Linked DNA regions of Bos taurus: region 2 is linked to region 1. The links are chromatin contacts, called in public Hi-C maps. All regions are on one chromosome and are shown on one strand. The core of a region is the stretch at or near the end of the contact, and the rest is flanking DNA. Distances in the headings are between cores, read along the strand shown.

Region 1 (6,101 bases), core at 2,017-4,516:
ATTTTTAAAAATCTTCTTATTGAAATTTTCAAACACTCAAAAGTAGAGATAATAAGTTTAGTAGCTATTGGTTCATGACTTATACACTGTTTTATCTATACTTGTACCCATTTTTCCTCTTCCCTGTTTTTTTTAAGATGGGTGCCAGACATTTCAACAAATTGTTGAGTATGTCTCTCTAAATATGTATATTGCTTTTATGCAGAACCTTAAAAATTATACAAATGAACTTATTTACAAAACAGAAGCAGACTTGGAGAACTGAACTTATTTATAAAACAAACAGACTTAGAGAACGAACTTACTGTTACTAGACAGGAAGGATTGGGGAGGGGTAATAAGGAGTTTGGGGTTGACATGTATACAACAAGGACCTACTGTCCAATACAGAGAACTCTTCTCAGTAGTTTGTAACAACCTAAATGGGAAAAGACTTAAAAAGAATAGATACATGTGTGTGTATAATTGAATCACTTTGCTGTGCCCCTGGACTTGACACAACGTTGTTAATCAACTATACTTCAATATAAAAAAGTTAGGGGGGGGGAAGGACTGTTCTTAAAAAATTATATCACCTTTCTTAAACTATGAAACTATGTAGTCAGTATTCAAATTCCTCAATACCTTGGTGTTCTTTAAAAAAAGATTTTTCAAATCAGAATTTATGTAAGTTCCATTCATTGCAATTGGCTAATGTATCTGTTGAGGCTGTAAATCTATAGGTTCTTCCTCCATTTATCACTTAAAAAAATTTCCACTTACAGTTTGTTGACTACAGCACCAACAGCATCTTTGTTTTTTAATTTAAAAAAATTATCTATTTTTGGCTGCACTGGGTTTTCATTGCTGTGTGTAGGGTTTCCATAGTTGTGGGCGAGTGGGCTGCTCATTGTGGCGGCTTCTCTTGTGGCTGCCCAAGCTGTAGGCACTTGGATTCAGTAGTTGTGGCTGGTGGGCTCTAGAGTGCTGGCTCAGTAGTGGCGCACAGGTTTACCTGTCACTCGGCGTATGGGATCCTCCTGGACCAGGGATTGAAACCGTGTCCCCTGCACTGGCAGGCAGACTCTTAATCACTGGATCACCAGAGAATTCCCAACAGCATCTTTATTTTAGTTTCACTTTACTGATGAACATTTGATTTTAATATCTTGTCATCATAAACCTAGCTCTGCATTACCCTTGTGGCTAAATATTTGAGTACATTTTTCCTTATTCTGTTAGGAAAATGATGGTTTACAATGGGTGGGTGTATTTCTGATGCTCATTCAGTGAGTCAAGCACCATCAGTTACTGGAGATATTATGGTTAAAGAAAGACACCTTGCTTGCTCTCTTTAAGTCTTGCCATCCCAGAAAGATGGGACTGGGTAGTTCTTAGGTGGCCCTTATGGTATCCTTGAGGATGGTGCTTCATCTGGACACTTGCAAGGGCTGGTGTTTAGAGACCACTCTTTGAGGCAGGGACACCCAAGCCAAGGTCTGAAGCAGGAGAGGTTGACGGTCTGAAGATCCAGGGCACTGCTTTTCAAACTTTGGCTTGCAGAAGAATCACCATCAAGGCCCGGGCTCATTGAAGGTAATAGGGCCTGAGCCCTTGTGTTTTATCAAGCTCCCCAGTGCTGCTCATTTCAGTTCAGTTCAGTTCAGTTGCTCAGTCATGTCTGACTCTTTGCGGCCCCATGAATCGTAGAATGCCAGGCCTCCCTGTCCATCACCAACTCCCGGAGTTCACTCAGACTCAGTCGTTGATGCCATCCAGCCATCTCATCCTCTGTCGTCCCCTTCTCCTCCTGCCCCCAATCCCTCCCAGCATCAGAGTCTTTTTCCAATGAGTCAACTTTGCAGGAGGTGGCCAAAGTACTGGAGTTTCAGCTTTAGCATCTTTCCTTCCAAAGAAATCCCAGGGCTGATCTCCTTCAGAATGGACTGGTTGGATCTCCTTGCAGTCCAAGGGACTCTCAAGAGTCTTCTCCAACACCACAGTTCAAAAGCATCAATTCTTCGGCGCTCAGCTTTCTTCACAGTCCAACTCTCACATCCATACATGACCACTGGAAAAACCATAGCATTGACTAGTCAGACCTTTGTTGACAAAGTAATGTCTCTGCTTTTGAATATGCTGTCTAGGTTGGTAATAACTTTTCTTCCAAGGAGTAAGTGTCTTTTAATTTCATGGCTGCAGTCACCATCTGCAGTGATTTTGGAGCCCCCAAAAATAAAGTCTGACACTGTTTACTCATCTGTTTCCCATGAAGTGATGGGACCAGATGCCATGATCTTTGTTTTCTGAATGTTGAGCTTTAAGCCAACTTTTTCACTCTCCACTTTCACTTTCATCAAGAGGCTTTTTAGTTCTTCACTTTCTGCCATAAGGGTGGTGCCAGTGCTGCTAGTACCAATAAAAATTTGAGAACCACTGTTCTGTGGATAGGAGAGAGAACTGAAAGTTCTCTTAGGTTTTAGTATTGCTAGAGTGCCCTTCAGGAAAGTTGTGTCAGTATAGGCACCCTCATCTGCTGTGGAAGAGTGTGTCTCTGTCAAACCTGACACTGTGTGACCTGAGCAAGTGACCTCAGTTACGCCTCAGTTAAGAATTTGCAAAACTACCGGGTATACAGTAAGTCTCTTTTGAAGTGTTTAAGTCTGTTAAAAAAACAAAACCCACAAGCTTCCTGGGGAGCTCTGAACCACCCAAAGTTTGTGGCAGGTGGCCCCCTGGTGGCCACATCCTTTAGGTTGCCTCTGGTCGGCCTCAGAGATGCCAAGTGAGGTGAGCAAGGGATTCATACCTCGGGTGTCAATCCTACTTCACCGAGAATGGGAAAGGAGTTGCTAGTTTAAATTCTTCAGCCCTAGATAGTCTCCAAGGTGTGAAAGGAGTCAGGGAGAGGACGTAAAGCCTTTAAGAAATTAGGAGGGAAAAGATATAAACAGAAAATTTTTTGTGCGTCCAGTTTAGTCTTTTTGCTTCCGAAGGCTTAGCTTCGGTTTCTAGAGCCTGAGGCTGTGCACTTAACGAGGGCCATTTTCCACAGGCCGTACAGCCTGCTGGCTCGTGTGTGCAAGTCCTCACCGCCTCCTTCAGACACGCTGGAGGGACTCCTGCGGGCTCACTGCCCGACCCCACTGTAATCCTTCTGAGCTTAGGACCCAGTGGCTGCCAGGCAGCCTGGCCCCGCCTCTCCGCGTATCAGCGCCCGCAGATTGGCAGCTCGGCTCCGCCCCCGCCATGGCTGCCGCCTGCTGCCGGGGCTGCTAACTTGCTGCCGGGATACTGGTCTCTGCCGCAACTCTCCGGCTGATCTGTCCGCGGGCGGGCGGCGCATGGGTCTCCTCCGAGGCGGGCCCCCGTGCGCTCGGGCCATGGCGCGTCTGGGCGCTGTGCGCTCCCACTACTGCGCGCTGCTGCTGGCCGCGGCGCTGGCCGTCTGTGCCTTCTACTACCTGGGCTCGGGCCGGGAGACCTTCTCCAGCGCCACCAAGAGGCTGAAGGAGGCCCGCGCCGGGGCCCCTGCTGCGCCCTCACCGCCGGTGCTGGAGCTGGCGCGGGGATCCTTGGCGCCGGCCCCGGGCGCTAAGGCCAAGAGCCTGGAGGGCGGCGGGGCCGGGCCGGTGGACTACCACCTGCTGATGATGTTCACCAAGGCCGAACACAATGCCGCGTTGCAGGCCAAGGCCCGCGTTGCCCTCCGCTCCCTGCTGCGCCTCGCTAAGTTCGAGGCGCACGAGGTGCTTAACCTGCATTTCGTAAGCGAGGAGGCCAGCCGCGAGGTGGCCAAGGCCCTGCTGCGGGAGCTGCTGCCGCCCGCCGCCGGCTTCAAATGCAAGGTGAGCGGGGCCCCAGCTAGAGGCTCCGGATAGGTGACTCGGTCAGTGTGGGGCCCGGCCTGGATCCAGGGGTCAGGAGGGAGGTGTCTTAGTTGCGATGCCCATTGCCAGTGCCAGCAGAAGCCTAACCCCTTAACCCGTACCCTGCCTGAATTGTGCGTTCATAGCACGCTGCAGGCATGGTCCGGGGGGGCGTGTCTCGGAGCCTCTATTAGCTGACTTCCTTGATCCGAGCTTCCCTTTAACTGCGGCCCCCTGGAGAATCAGCAAGCCCGCTCTTTCCTGATGTGGTTGATTTCAGCAGTCAGTGCCTTTAAGTCTGCCCCTCTGTTTATTCTTTTCAGTGTTTGACTTTTGAGGATGGAGCAGGTCACTTGAAGGTGCAGCGTCTGCTGGACAAGGTCTTAGGCCGCTTGAGTTGTTCAAATTACAGGGACATTTCTCATAGCTCTAAGGATTTCAGTTGAAACTGGTCCAGCCCAAACCCAGCCCCATGTGAACCATTTCATCTCCTCAGTGTGCCTCCTTCTTCCCTTCTCTTCAGGGTCATGAACCCATTTAGAAAAGCAGCGGGTTCCTCCCAGCAAGAAAGTGCTCCAAGAGGTAAAGATATAAGATCTGGAGAGGGCAGAGCAGAGCTAGTCGTCTTGTTCCGGGCTGGACCACCTGGCTCTTCTTGTGAGAGATTGTATTCTTCAGTCAGCCAGCTCAGTCGCTCAGTCATATCCGACTCTTTGCGACCCCGTGGACTGCAGCACACCGGGCCTCCCTGTCCATCACCAACTCCTGGAGCTTACTCAAACTCATGTCCATCTGGTCGGTGATGCCATCCAACCATCTCATCCCCTGTCATCCCCTTCTCCCACCTTCAGTCTTTCCCAGCATCAGGGTCTTTTCCAGTGTGTCGGTTCTTTGCATCAGGTGGCCAAAGTATTGGAGTATTTCAGCTTCAGCATCAGTCCTTCCAATGAATATTCAGGACTGATTTCCTTTAGGATTTACTGGTTGGATCTCCTTGCAGTCCAAGCTTAGTGTTAATGGCCTCAGTTAAATTACATGTCTCCTTTTGACCTAATAGTTGCCCAGAGGGGATCTAAGGTGTGATTTTGGGATAGAAATAATGTGCACTAAATCACTCCAGTCATGTCCGGCTCTATGCGACCCAATGGACTGTAGCCCACCAGGCTCCTCTGTCCAGCGGGATTCCCCAGGCAAGAATACTAGAGTGGGTTGCCATGTCCTCCTCCAAGTGATCTTCCGGACCCAGGGATTGAACCCGTGTCTCCTGTCTCCTGCGTTGGCAGGCGGGTTCTTAGTAGCTGATCTTAAAGGATGGAGACTGGTGGTAGGGGGAGGGGCGGTAAGATTAGTGTACCATGCGTTTGTGCTGGGTGAGTGACTAAGGGGAGCCAGTGCTGGCCTCCTGCAGGGTTCAGGGGCCTGTTGGTGTTTGTTTTTAGCCGCACCACACAGCCTGTGGGATCTGAGTTCCTCGACCTGTGTACCTTGGAGTGGAAGTTAACCAGTGGACCTCCAGGGAACTCCCTTTTTTGTTGTTGTTGTCTACAGAATCAAGTCCTCATTTCTTGGCAGGGCTGTCTGTTGTGGGGCCGGGCTCCTCAGCCAACCTCCTTGTCCTTCCCCTACTAACAGTACTGAATGTGCCTTTACACAAGCTGTACTCTCTGCCCAGAGCGTCCTTCCTTTCTTCCTGGGCCCTTGACCACGGTTTACGTAGTTTTCACCTTCCCCCAGGAATTCCCCCAGAACCGGGGACAGTCTGTGCCCAGCCCTCCACAGCATTCTGTTCCAGCTTTCTGCCATAGCATCCAGTCTATGCCCTGCCCAGAAAAAATGAACCCTTCAGGAACACCCACCAGTCATAGTGAGGCACCTGGTCTGGATTCCATGGTACAGGAGGCCAAGAATCCAGGTCCAGGGTCCACTGTCTGAGCTGGGGTTCTTTCAGCCTGGGGCTCATGCCGATTTCCGTAATTGCAGTGTTGGGAGGTAGGGCCTGGCAGCCTGTTCCGGGTGTTCCTTAGGACTCCATTGTTTTGAGAAATCCTTTGCTAGTTCAAGGGAGAAAAGCAAGAGCCTTTGATCATAGGGCCAGTCTGGATAGAGCTGGGTAACTGCTGGTGACCCCGCCTCCCTTTGCCTCTCAGGGGCATCGGACTCGACTGGTGCTCCAGACACCACCTTGTAGACCAGCACTGTCATTGTTTCACTTTCTGAGTCAGAGGTCACACCCTGGGCCTCTCTGCCCCGTTA
Region 2 (5,476 bases), core at 2,325-4,824, 540 kb after region 1:
ATGCATCTCGTTTCATACATGAGATGCCAGTCCAGGTTCGATGCACGATACTGGATGTTTGGGGCTAGAGCACTGGGACGACCCAGAGGGATGGTATGGGGAGGGAGGAGGGAGGAGGGTTCAGGATGGGGAACACATGTATACCTGTGGCGGATTCATTTTGATATTTGGCAAAATTAATACAATTATGTAAAGTTTAAAAATAAAAAAAAAAGAAACAGCTGATGCTTATAGAACTGAATAAGTGAAGAATCCGGGCCCAGCTGCAGTACCCAGAGTTTCAGAGGACAGGAAAGGCCCCAGACTACGCATAAAGCGGGTTCCCCCTTCTCAATCACCTCCAAGTCCTTCGAAGGACAAAGACTAGCCTCCCAACCCTATCGCAGTCATGGTCACACACTTTCCCGCCCACCCCCATGGCCAAGCATTTTCTGAAGCAGTTTTGGATGCTCACCTGTTCTGTTCAATTTTCCTCTTTATTCTCTTCCCCACTGGCGTGCAAACAGAACCAGAGCAGTGCTACTCTTAAAAAATAACAAAATGTTTTATACACATTTCTGTATATACAACTGAACAACATTTTACATGTCCCTTTTGCACAGCAAAAGATATAAACATTGGACTCTGAGAACACAGTTATGTACAAGAAAACCAAAAAGATGTCAAAAATACTTCACAACAGTGCAAAAATATTTTACACAGTATCACGGAGTGAGATCTTTTGAGCAGGAGCAAGGTGTGTGTTTCTTAAGGAAAACTTTTTCTAGGTATTAGATGTCAATAACTGTAAACAAAATGCGACTTTCTTTCTCCCCCTCTCCCTTCCCCACTAGTTATTTGAGGAATTTGGCAGAATTTCAAGGGTCTGAATCTGAGGTAAACAACCCAAGCTCTTGCACCAAAAAGACTGGGTCCAAGGAGGTGGCATTAAAGCCTCAAACACTGTGAAAGCAATTACAAAAAAAAACAAAAACTGCCATGTCAATGACAACACTAGGCCCTCCCAGATGACCGGTGGGGGAGGAAGTTAACCCCTCCTCCTCAGGCCCCAGCTGCCCCACAAACAGGAAACTGGCCGGCAGGCACTTGTAGCCCGCCGGGCTTTGCTAACACCAGCGGCCTTTCCCTTCCCCAGACCCCAAATGGCGACCTCTTTCCCCTTCCTTGTATGGTTTCCCCTCCCCCGTATCTCCACTTGCAATCTGAGCCCCGCTTCAAACACAGCCATATGTATGGGTGTAGAGGGGGCGGGTCTGGGCCTCAAGTGTCCCATCTCCCCTTTCCTGGGGCAGGTCGGGAGGTAAGGAAGTGGTGGAGAGGCGCGTGGGGATCACGATCGGGCGCCAAGGGCGCGCACAGGACATTGCTGGGAGCTCAGCCCGAGTGGGGCTCGTCTGGGCTGGCGCAGTCCGCGGGGCCGGATGGGTCCCCGGCGGTGGCAGTGTTGGCATCCGGGCCCCCTCCTTCGATGGAGCTCTCGCTACCCGTGCTCTCGCCCGACAGCAGGCGCGTCACCCGCAAGTCCGCCTGCAGGCTGCGCACGTCGTTGCCAAAACTGAGCTCGCCCAGGTCGTTAATAAGCTGCGAAAGCTCGGCCCTCATGTCGGAGGTGCTGCCCAGCAGCAGAGGCGACGACCCAGCCTCAGGGCCCGGCGAGACCCCGCCGCCCCCCAGCGCCTCCTCGTGGCCACTCTCCAGCGTGTCCAGCAAGTCCCCGCATTCGAAGTGCATGGCCACCACCAGCGCCCGCTTCGCTTCGGCCTCTGGCTCTGCCGGCTCTCCTTCTCCGGCTCGGTCCTCCTCCTCCTCGGGGCAACCCTCCGCGTGCTCCTCTTCCTCTTCCTCCTGCAGCTCCTGCTCCTGCTGTTCGCCGAGCAGGTCCTCGGTGATGGAGCCGAGCTTGGGCGCACTTCGGCTGCGCTCCACCGGCGGTTTGTAGCAGCAGGGTCCGTGCAGGAGCAGCTTGCGCAGCGGCACTAGCGGGATGGTGTGAGCGCCAACCAGCTCCTGCTGCTGGTGACGCGCGTCGTCCCGCCGCTTGAGCCGTTTAAATTCCGCCAGAGCGTTGGCCGACGTCTGGTAGAGCAGCAGGGCCATGGCCTGCGCCTTCTCGGGCTTCGACACGAGTACCGCGTGACAGCGCAGCATGACCGCCTTGTGCTTGAGCTCGTGCCGGTACACCCAGGCGAAGACCTTGGGCAGTCGCGCGTCTGCCACACAGTAGGTAACGCGGTGCAGCAGGTACAGGTGGCCAGGGCGCCGCAGCGCGCGCTCCTCGGCGTGCACCATGCGGATACCCTGCGCACTCACAGTCAGCTTCATCTTGGTGCCCTGACGGCCCGCCTCACTCTTGCTCCAGATCTTGCCCACCGCTAGGTCGGTGCAGCCGTCGCCGCGCGCCTGGATGGTGGTGGCATTGCCCAGGTAGAGCACAGTATAAGTGGGATCCTCGCTGGTGATGTGCAGTTTTTTGCGCTTGGAGCGAAACATGCTGCCCACCCGGCTGAGCGCGCCTTCGGGGCACGCCCTCGCTAGAGAGCTGAGCGCCGAGTAGTGCAGGCTCACCGCGTAGCCCTTGGGCTTAGACGCCTGCCGTGGCGGCGCCTCGGCCAGCAGCTCGAACTTGTGCTTCTTCCACGGCAGCATCTCCGGAGGGCGCCCCCGCGCAGCTGGGCGGCGGCGGCGGAGCGCCGGTTGAGAGCCCGGCTGAGCCACCCGCCCCGGCCGGGCTCGGCCCGGGCAAGACCGAAAAATAAAACTCTGCTAGGAGTGGCCCACTCCGGAGTGGGGGCGGGGGAATAGGGGTGTATAAGGCTCGAGAACCCAGCACAAGAGGTAGGGGTCGAATTTTTTTTTTTTTTTTTTTAAGATTTAACTGCAAGGGGGAGGAGGGAAGGAGCACACAGATTTATCCCAGCCTGAGCAGGATCAGGGCAAAGAGTCTTAGGCAGGCAAAATGAGAGAAAGACAGCACAAGAGTGGGGCGGAAAACGTCTTTAGAAAAAAAGAGATGCAAATAAATGAGGAAGCCCCCAGCAAAAGCAGCCGGGATGGTGCGAGAATACGCAGGAACTCCTCGGCGAAGGTGAAAAGAGCCCCCCCTCTCACACTCACACACACAGTCGCTAGGGCCAGAAACCGCGGAAACTCAACCGCGAGTGTACCCAGGGGTCGGTACTCCCCACCTCCAAGGGGTCCTGGAGGCAGAGAGCCCCTCGGTTGAGCGGGTCCCAGAAGCAGTTGCTTGCCCCAAGTGCGCTCCGATGGTGGGTCGGATGGCCGCGGCGGGCCCCGCGCAGCAATCCCCCCGTGGCTCACTGCATCTTCCCACAGGCAGGACGCCGGGGACTCGGGCTCCGCGGCTCACTGTTAGGGCTGGCTCGGCGGGGGCAGCGCGGGGCTCCGAGGGCCAGGCGTGCGCATGGTCGGCTCCCGGGACGGTCGCTACCTCATTTCTTTTCTCCGGAGGGTGTCTGACTCGGCTCCCGGGATCCCCTGGCTCGGCTGCCAGCCTTTGCAGCGCGCCCTCTCCGGTGCTACGAGCGGTAGCTGCCTCGCCAGCCTCACATCCTTGCAGTCCGAGAGGAAGATCTCGGGTAAATATAGGCCGGCACGAACCATTCGCCGCACGGGGACAGGGGAGGAGCAGAGACAAGGATCTGTTTCAGGCTTGGACGCCCGGCGGTTTGCCGATCTCTTAAAGGGATCTGGTTGCAGCCATTGGTTGGGGGGAAAGGGAGACCGATCCAGTCTGGCAATTTCATCCCAAATTTACCAATATCCCCTATATCTACAGAAATCTCCAAGACCTGGGGTTACCCCGCAGGAAAAGCAACTTGGATTCTGACACTCCACCCCCAGGCTGAATTGCAACTCACTGAATAAATGTATGTCTCCATCGAAACTTCTGGGGGAGGCGGTGGAAGGTGGGATTTAGACTATAATGTGCAAAAAGGTTGGGGAAATAGTATTTCTTTCTGTGTGTGACAGCTTTCTGAGAATGACTGGGTGCTATTTTTTTCCCCAGAATTTTATTCTGGCAAAGAAAATAAAGAAGGGCAAAGAAAACATCTTTCATTCTCTTGGAGCCCCTTCTCCACATGTAAAGAGCAGATAATGAAAAGAGAGATGAGTGGTAATAAGATGGTTGGAGTGAACACTACAGTGTGTATTTGATAAATAAGCTCCTAACCCCTAGCAGTGGCCCAGCCTTCTGTCAGGGCCTAAGCGGGAGAGCACTTTTCTGAGATATATACAGTTTCTAAATAATCCTTGTGTGTGGTTAAGAACTCAGTTTACTTTGGCAGGCCAGGCATTTAGTTTTATTACATTACTATCACATTATGGATGAAAATTCCTAGTAAAAATTCAAATGACTTTTATTTGTTTCAAATAATGCCCACCCACCCTCCATGAGAATGCTTAGCATTAATCATTCTCTTCTCTTGTGCCAGCTTGACACTGTCACTTTAATCATCTGGCTGGCCTGACCCTTGGTTAGTAACTCATTTCTGGGCCCTTGAAACAACCAGCTTTCCTCTATGGTCTGCTCACTCAAAGCAAAACCACTTGTAGCTGAAATGTGTAATAAGTGTCCTGATAACCCTGCATGGAACACCCAAGCTCATCCCACAGGAGGACAGTAGACCCTCCCACTCTCCAGGCCCAGGCTTCTGGGGATCTGGGTGTCTCTGGCTTCCATGCCAGGTCCTGATCTCAGCACAACCGTAACCCCTCCTGGAGATTCTCTGGCCCTCTATTTTTGCTAACTTTTAACCTTTCTTTGAAAGTAAGTGAAATTCACTCAGTCGTGTCCGGCTCTTTGCAACCCCATGGACTGTATGTCCATGGAATTCTCCAGACCAGAATACTGGAGTTGGTAGCCTTTTCCTTCTCCAGGGATCTTCCCAACCCAGGGATCGAACCCAGGTCTCCCCCATTGCAGGCAGATTCTTTACCAGCTGAGCCATGACTCAATTTTCTAGAGTCATTGGTACTGAATTTCAGTTTAACTTTCCTGAGTACCTTTTGGAACCAGGCCCTGAACTGGGAGTCGACAGACCTAATTCCTGTCTCCAAGAAACTCCCAGTCCAGTGAAGGATATAAAGTTCACCCAACTCTGGGCTTCTGCTGGAACATAAATTCTATGAGAGCACCCTGTCTGCACAATGCCTGGCACCACTTAATTGTTGAATGAATGAATGAAACATGCATGTAAACAAGAAGACAGAGTGGATCAAATGGCCTGCGAAGATCCCAGAGTACTCTGAGAAGCTGGAGAAGAAAAGATTCTTTGTGACTAGGAAAATCAAAGAAGGTTCCACAGAGGTGGTTATGTTTAAAATGAACAAGACGTCACCAAGCCGGAAAGAGTTAAAGGGCTTTCCAGATATAGCAAACATAGAACATAATAATGCATGCACGTGTGCAGTTTAGGATGGCATTTAATAACAATGAAACAGGATAACTTTCCTG

Evidence for each region. Hi-C and Micro-C count contacts between places; a contact is called where the count stands out from the background.
Region 2: a Hi-C map of skin fibroblasts shows a contact between it and region 1, with 5 times the contacts expected there. The contact joins the promoter of FAM43A here to the promoter of XXYLT1 in region 1. A contact is called at or near these places in 6 of 11 Hi-C or Micro-C datasets (blastocyst, liver, skeletal muscle and 2 more).

What each region holds. Positions count from the first base shown.
Region 1 is chr1:72,323,512-72,329,612 of ARS-UCD2.0, forward strand. XXYLT1 (xyloside xylosyltransferase 1) reads left to right here and starts at 3,267. Exons shown (of 4, transcript NM_001075999.1): 1 at 3,267-3,827. The coding sequence starts at 3,324.
Region 2 is chr1:72,860,189-72,865,664 of ARS-UCD2.0, forward strand. It overlaps FAM43A (family with sequence similarity 43 member A), which reads right to left and starts at 3,575. Exons shown (of 1, transcript XM_002684829.6): 1 at 526-3,575. The coding sequence starts at 2,646. The coding sequence ends at 1,375.